Regions from separate parts of the Anas platyrhynchos genome. Here region 1 is linked to region 2. Evidence: chromatin contacts called from public Hi-C data. All regions are on one chromosome and are shown on one strand. Each heading gives the region's core, a stretch centred on a gene start, on an enhancer-like site or on the middle of the called end of the contact. The rest is flanking DNA. Distances are from core to core; before and after follow the strand shown. Region 1 overlaps ORC4 (origin recognition complex subunit 4). Region 2 overlaps EPC2 (enhancer of polycomb homolog 2).

Region 1 (3,910 bases), core at 1,008-3,507, 190 kb after region 2:
TAAAGACTCAAATTGCAACTACAGGAGCCTGTCTATTAAATGTTTGAGTTGATAACTTGTGTTCTGTAATCTGAGAGTTGCCTTCAGATGTTTTCCTAGCAGTGACACGAGTAGCTCTGTGTACAAAGGTACGTGTAAAGTACTTGTAAGTCATTTCTTACAGCAATCCCTGGAGTATGCTAATCCACTGAAACTAATACAAACAAGCTAATGAGTGTTTATGTCCTCTAGTGAGGAGGCTTTAAAGTTTTCAGCCAGGAAAACCTTCCTGGCAAAGTGTAGTTGTAGCTACCAGCTATTTACAGGGGTTTGGGTATGAACCTACTGCGCGTGCAGGGTTTATTCATTAATGTTTCCAGTAGGTGACTCCAGGGGAAATGTGTTCTGCGTGCCATCTCGGAGCAGAAAGTGTGTCTGGTAATTAGTAATTAAATGAAAAATGTCTTCTGCTTTATTTTTAGATGCTTGCTGTAAGTAACGTTACTGTGCATCACCCGCTTATCACTGCGTCAGATCTTCAGGAGGCAAGCAAGCAGTACAGAATGGACTCCAAAGCAAATATTGTACATGGTAAAGCTCATTTTTTTTTCTCCCAGGTGTTTCTAAAGACTGGAAAGCATCAGGTGCCTCCATGGAATTCAGATGGAAGGGACACTGCGTAATGCACCGATGCCTCTTGGTATGAGCTGTCTGGGGGACACATTTATCTGCCTGCCCCCCACTGACTTGCATTTGTCCGTGTGTGGCTATAACGGTGCAGAATGAACCCGAAATTGAGTTGTGTAATACTTGGTGCAGATATTACTGCCCAGGGCGCTCAGCCAGTGCCCTGCTACGGCTGTGTAACAGCTCTCAGCACCAGCCAGCGTGTTTGTAGTCAGCGCTGGTGGCGTGGGGAACCCCCCAGGCAGCATTTCTGTCCCCTGAGTGTCAGAGGAGGGGGAAAGGCTGACCTCTTTCTGCTAGTGCTGGTAGCGTGAGGGAACTGCTGGGCTTGGGCTGCGAGCTGTGGCAATAAATCCTCTGAGAACTGCAACAGCCTGTGCTTGGACATGTATTTGAATGTGCAGGGTACAGCTGCGTGCACCCACCTGCATTTGGCCAAGCTTCTCTTACTCCTGCACTGATGGCTGGTGTGTGTCAGTGTGCTGGGGCAGCCTGAAACCCCTGGTGCTGCTTTCACTTAACCGTTTGTGGTGAGGGGCTGAGGGGCTTTCCTTAAACCTCAGCAAGTGAGATGCACTGAGCAATGCACTTAAGCTTTCTCTGATAAATATTTGGGAACTTGTACAAACGATAAGAAATAAATGGCTGATGAGGATATAGGCCCAAATACAGTTACAGGACAAATTGCTTCCCTGATCAGGGAAAGATCAATTTTATCCGATTGCTTTTTCACTGCTCCCAGACTTCACAGGCCTTGGTTTGGCTTGACCCTGTGATTCTCTGTCTGTGGAGGTAATTCCCTGCATCACTTCTTTAGCTTTCAATAGCAAGTAACTTCTTCAGACTCTCATTTCATCACATGCTGTACGGTAGCATGTTGATTGTCTTGATGCTGCCAGGATTTCTTTGTCTGCAGTGATGATTTTGTCTTTGTTTAAATTCCTTGGATTTTGACAGAAGGAGCCTGTTTTTTTTGTAACATTCTTGCTTCAAAAATCTGAAAACTAATGTTCTGCTTTTATCTAGCCTCATTTAATTCTGGGATTTTGTTACAATTATGAAGATAAACCCCACAAATATGTGAGGTCTACAGCATACAAAAGAGTATTAAAAATAGCACATGAACTGCTTGCACTTCTGATATGCTCAAGAGATATTTAGAGCTCTTGTCTCTCCCTCTAGGTTTGTCTGTCCTGGAAATCTGCCTAATTATAGCTATGAAACACTTAAATGATGTTTATGAAGGAGAACCATTTAACTTCCAGATGGTTTACAATGGTGAGAGAAATGCATGAATCTTACACGTGCTAAGTCACTCGCGTTACCCAGAGTAACTTTTCCTTCCCGTTCCCGATGCAGAATTTCAGAAGTTCATCCAGAGGAAGGCGCACTGCATGTACAACTTCGAAAAGCCGGTTGTTATGAAGGTAAACCTGAAGTGTAGTTTTTCCTAAAGCACTCAGATGTGTATCTTCTGCCAGAGCATGCATTTGAACAGTCGTAAACAATCCTTGAAGTAGGGGTGGATATTTTAGGGATGGAGAAAACCCTGCTCGCAGAACAGATGTGACCCGTGGTTGTGTTGCTCGGTGCTGCGCTGCCCTCTGCTGGTCGGTGCCCCGCTGGTAGGAAGTTTGTTGGTCTGGTAAATACCCTGCTTACAAGAAAATATTGCAAGGACTCTTGTTTTTCAAGCTTTTCAGCTTGGGGCACTGCCAGTGTGGCATTTCATCCTGCTTCAGCACAGCAGCCCAGCAGGTGGTTGTGCAGATACTTTCAGCTGATGAATTTAACTCAATGATCCGGAGTTCAGCAGCCAAAGCCTCTAGTCGTGCTGCTTTTGAGCTGAGCAGTCCTGCTTTCTGATTCATGATGATTCAGTTGTGCTTAAACTGAAAGTTAAGTAACGCCGTGTGCTTGTAATGAGCTGTCGTTCTGGATTAATTGGAACAAAGTCATTCCCATTTGGTTATGTAAACTAAATATTTTAATTCTTATTTCTATAAGAAGAGAAGTGTATTCTAGCTCAGCTCACATATGTTTTACTGCCTGTCGAAAAGGACATAGGGTTGAATGGAGCTGGCATTTAATATCTGTCAAGGCAGCACACCCCAGGCTTTTGTTAAAACAGCGCCTCATAGGTCACTGCAAGTGGCCAGTGCAGCCCGGAGTGAGGATGTCTCCTTTTTTCCTAATTTGTTTCTTCTGTTTTTAGGCATTCGAACACTTACTGCAACTGGAATTAGTCAAACCAATAGAAAAACCATCAGTGCGTACTCAGAGAGAGTACCTCTTGATGAAACTGCTCTTGGACAACACCCAGATCATGGACGCTTTGCAGGCGTACCCCAACTGCCCCACAGACGTGAAGCAGTGGGCAACGTCATCGCTTAGCTGGTTGTGAGCTGCTGGGAACTCACGGGGCCCCTTGTCACTTCAGAACTTCTGGAGTTAACTGCAGACTCCAGAAGATGTGGTGTTTACCCACAGTAGGGTGGTCAAGTTAATAAATTTTTGGTTGGAAGAAGGCTGCTTGGCTTTGCAGGTTGGTTTTGGAACCGCAATCCTCTTACCTTGTAATGCCATAAATTGGAAGAACTTCTAAATGCTCGGGGTAGCTCAGCTCAGTGCTAACTTTTCCTTCTGAATGTGACTTCTGCTTTGTAGAAATCAAAGCGGTTGTGCTTTGAGTTTCTTAATTGCAGATTGAGGCAGCTTTAGATGATGAAGGCTGCTTGAGGTGTTAACCAGCTGCAGGACTCCTGCTGTATGTTCTGAAGTGCAGATCTGTCTCTAATACAGCTCTGATGTGACTTAGTTCAACCTCCAGTCACAGCTACCTGCGTCTGGCAAGTGCTGTGTTTGTGCAAGGAGCCTCAGCTACCAGCCCACCTGCTCTGCAGGTTGCCCAGCTGGCTCATGATGTCCTCATGATGCTGCTGTTAGGTTTCAGGAAGGGTGATGCAGGAAGACTGGTTTTCTCTTTCCTGAATATAGAGCGAGTTAGCTCATTCTTGCCTTAAAGTCTGTGATGTCATTTTTAGCAGCCCTGGCTTCAGTCTGTCAAAAAGCCAAAGAAACAGCGACTTCTCCATGCCTGGGAGACCTCTCTCTGGTGTCACTCCGAAGCCCTTCTTGTCAGTCAGGAGTATTTTAATTTTGCTCTCTTCACTGCTTCATTGTTTTTTAAGATGTCATCTGCACATCTTGAATAACACAGCAGTACTCTGAAAAGGAGCAAAAT
Region 2 (3,915 bases), core at 443-2,942:
ACATGCACCCACTCACCTATACTCCTGCTCTCCACTTACTTTCCTAAGTTACCAATAAAGACAGCAATGAAATTTCTGTAGTTCTGCAGACTTGCACAAACATTCTTACCCACTTACCAGGAAATACAATGAACTGAAAAACAAAAACCAAACTAAACCAACCAACCAAAAAAAAAAAAAAAAAAAAACAGAACCACCCCACCAGAAATGAGAAATAGCTGAGCCATTTCTTAGCGCAGCAAAATACCTGACTAGAACTGGCTTTTTCAAGTCTGTCAATCATTATTTCAAACTGCAGTGGCTTGATTTCCATCTTCCGATTTAGTCTGTTCAGTAAGGTTTCATCCTCGGAGTCCATATCGTAATCTGGCTGTTCATTGTCCAGATTAAAGGCTGAAACAAAAACACACACAAAATAAGTGAATACAAGAGCACGCATCTGACAACCAGTAATCAAAAGCCATCCATAAAATCAGCAGACCTCTGGCATGACAATTCTCTTTACACTAAAATGTGTCCCCATATAGAAGAATTAAGACAGTGTTCAGAAGTTTCTTGTCTTTGGCTTCCTATACAAGGGGTAATCAGTGAAAGCTCGTTTTCTTTTAATGCAGCTTGAAGGGGTGATAGGAAAAAAAGCTTTACTTCTAAAAATTACCATAGGGGCATACAAATTTTAATATCTCCCTGCACAACAAAAGCAAAAGTGCTTTTTTGTGCTGTTATAATACAGCTCCTCCATAATATCACAGTAAGATTCTTAACAATTAAGATAATTTTCAGTCAAATCCCATACTCAGAGGAAAGTACTTAAATGGAAGTTCCAATACAATTTCAGTTGCCCGTTTTTAAGTAATTCAACTAAATTAAATTATTAAAATATTTAATAGGCTAAATTAAAAAAAAAAATAGCTTGTGTAACCAACTGTAACAAGGCTAGACCAATCCTGTGGGAAGGCGTGTTACTTTTTCTCCAAAAGCAACTCAACTCTAGACGTAGAACCTGAATCTTTCTCCATGCTCTTCAAACAGTACGCTCCTGACTTTACAGCAAAGCCCATAGCTTTATTACACATTGCCCTAGTCATTCTCCATACTTAGGCAAAGTTTCTGGTCCTACGAAAAGCAGAAGGAAATCATCATTCAGATAACATAGCAGCAATTTTGTTTACATGAAGTATGAGAAAATCCTATACAGCAACAACTCTTATTAGGTGCAACTGATATTTTATATGAAACTACAAAGGGTGAAACACTAACTCCAACGCTTCAAATAATTATTGCACCAACAGCAGTGAAGGCTTGTTGAAATATATTCTATTTGTACTGGACCACAAATCAAAGCACTATCTTATCTCTACGTTCCTAAGTGATGGCTGTATCCGAGTGTCAACTTAGAGAACAACTCTGCTACCAAGCTTTCTGGTGCACTCTGAGGGGACCCAGGAAACACCAGAATCAGCAGAATGATGCTAAAAATCATTTAAAGCACCTGGTCTGGGCAGTCAACTACGATGAAATAAGCAAGACATTCCTTCCTCAGGCCAGCCCAAGACCACTCTGTCTATATTCCAACGCAATGCATTAGCTTTTACCACTGGCAGCGTGTAAAACAATCTGTTTGGCTTTGCGTGGAGACAGAGGAGAGGCACTCCCAGAGGCAGATACATCTGAGAAGTGCTAGGACGCGATCCCTTCCCATTTTCAGCTGTGCCCTGCTACCTCCCAGAAGAGGCGGTGCTTCGCTGTACTAATTCTGAGAACGACACTTACTCAGAAGGCTTCACCGGCTCAACACACACTGTAAACACAGTCTAAAAATAGATTTCAAGAAGAAATTAATACTACTACTGCGGTATGGCTGTGTATTACAGGGAATCATTAATACTACAACTCGATAAAGTTGCCGTGCAGATTCTGTTCGGACACGTCCCACTGTGCCTGGGTACGTGACACCCGGTTCTCCCTCCGAGCATCAGCAGCCGTGTATCAGACTCACACTACAGCTTACAGCATTCAGGTCCTGTAGCTTCCATGGGAGAAAATCACAGTTTTGAAACAGAAACTGACCCAGACTATTCATTCTTTGAAAGCAGAGCTCTGTAAAGCTGCATTAAGAAACCTCTGAACCCTGTTCCTAAATGACACATCAAATCAACTTAACTTCCTAAATTAAGTTATTTGCTGATAAAACCTCAGCTATATTAGCAGTCATTTTTTTTAATCTATAACATCTCAAAAAAGTGCTGAAAAACAGGAAAAAAAACTGTAATCCTTAAAAACCAAAAAACTCTACACCCTGAATTCCAACTCCACGAGAATATTTTGACATAATCAAAGTGACAAGACTCAGAAGATAAAAGGTATCCAGTATGCGCTTGTCAGAAGCAAGTTAGGCTGAATAAAACCCATCTCATTCTTCTCTAGAAAAGCACACAGGTGCTGTCAGAGCAGTAGTAGCCCTGCTTTTTATACCTCCTAGCAACACTCTCTGGCTTGTGAGTAGCATGAGAAGCACCGCAAGCAGCAGAAGGGCAGGGTAACGGTGCTGAAGCAATGGCAACAACACTCGCATTCCACCTCCTGGTTCACTGCAGGCCACAAAACCTCAGCTACCTGCTGGAAGCCTGCAAGTCTCACAAAATGCAGCCTTCCTCCTGGTTCATGCACTCTACCTCCCTGCCTTTCCTGCTGGTAGTTCATGGGGCTGGCTAGATGGATCGAGTTTTCCTGCTCCAACACTTCTGTGTTCTTCCACGCTGCACGTTTCTGTGGGGTGCTGCAGAAGGTGATCCTATCACTAAACCTCACCTTGTATAAATGTTCAAAACTTGCTGGCTTGCTAATTGCTGTTGCAAAACTACCACCCTACCTTACACCCTCTGCCACTGTAACCACTCCTGCCGGCTGTGCCTTTCGCAGAGGGATTTGCTTTTGTTTACACGAGCTCCCTTAAGTACTGAGTTTATACTAACCTATGGAAATGGAATTTGCTTTAAAGTTAAGTTACGTGAAATTGGGTTTAACATCACAAAATTATCTAATTGAATTTACTTAACTAATTAAGGCTGTGGTTCAACAGTCAGTTTAAGCCGACCTAAGTGAGTTACCACTCAAACAAGCACCTCCACGAGCCTCCCCTCCCCGGCGAGCTACACACTGCTCCACCTTCCCTGTGCTGGCACCTGGAGTCCCACAATGAGCCAAGACAGCGAGTTGATAGATCCAGACGGCCACCAAAAACCAGATAGGCCTTCTGCCAGCGCAATTCCCCAAGCTGGCCCAGCTGAGAGCACAGCTTCCACCAGGAGGGTGCTGGCAGTCAGAACAGAGCGGGCTGTGTTTATTCTGATGGCATCAAATCGTTTACTGTGGGTTAGCATAGGTCATGGTAATTATATCCAAAGTAGTTCACAAAGCAGCAAAACACCTTCTCAACGGCAAGGCTGCGGCACCTGACCGGACCAGGGCTTTAACACTGCCCACCTGCACCAGAACACCTCTGCCAGGCAGCTATCATGCAAATGCCCACTTTACATGGCCACAGGCTGAACAGCTCCTGTTACAGCAGCCTCTAAAAATGTAGAAAAATTCTTTATCATAAGTAGTATTACCTCCCTTTTTTTTTCTTTTTTTTTTTTTTTTTTTAAGATTATTAAAATGTTATTTACATGCAAACATCCACCTGTGTGTCCCCCTCCGTTCTGTTTTCTCACATCCCCCTTACAACCAGGTGTTAGTTTTATGCTTACAGAGAAAATCTGGAGAAAGGACATGCGGATTGAGTAGCCTGACCTGCCAGAAAGTAAGCCCAAACAGACTTTATCCCAGGATTTTTTGGATCACTTTCATGACCATGTAGAGGTCAAGCCCCAACTTCAAACCCTGAGCTGACCACAGTCACCACAAATGCAT

The links. Hi-C and Micro-C count contacts between places; a contact is called where the count stands out from the background.
Region 1: a contact with region 2 is called in a Hi-C map of subcutaneous adipose tissue, with 2.3 times the contacts expected there. The contact joins two enhancer-like sites. A contact is called at or near these places in 2 of 8 Hi-C or Micro-C datasets (liver and subcutaneous adipose tissue).

Annotation. Positions count from the first base shown.
Region 1 is chr7:3,093,019-3,096,928 of IASCAAS_PekinDuck_T2T, forward strand. It overlaps ORC4 (origin recognition complex subunit 4), which reads left to right. Exons shown (of 15, transcript XM_027459571.3): 12 at 462-570; 13 at 1,849-1,944; 14 at 2,026-2,093; 15 at 2,882-3,194. The coding sequence ends at 3,070. Among named protein-coding and RNA genes, the nearest start is that of ORC4, 15 kb to the left of the region's middle. Within about 2 kb of position 2,258, at least 1 of the 8 cell types and tissues checked has an H3K27ac peak or open chromatin away from gene starts, as enhancers often do. A contact at or near this core is called in subcutaneous adipose tissue, where this site is marked.
Region 2 is chr7:2,904,614-2,908,528 of IASCAAS_PekinDuck_T2T, forward strand. It overlaps EPC2 (enhancer of polycomb homolog 2), which reads right to left. Exons shown (of 14, transcript XM_038181936.2): 3 at 248-393. Among named protein-coding and RNA genes, the nearest start is that of EPC2, 20 kb to the right of the region's middle. Within about 2 kb of position 1,693, at least 2 of the 8 cell types and tissues checked have an H3K27ac peak or open chromatin away from gene starts, as enhancers often do. A contact at or near this core is called in subcutaneous adipose tissue, where this site is marked.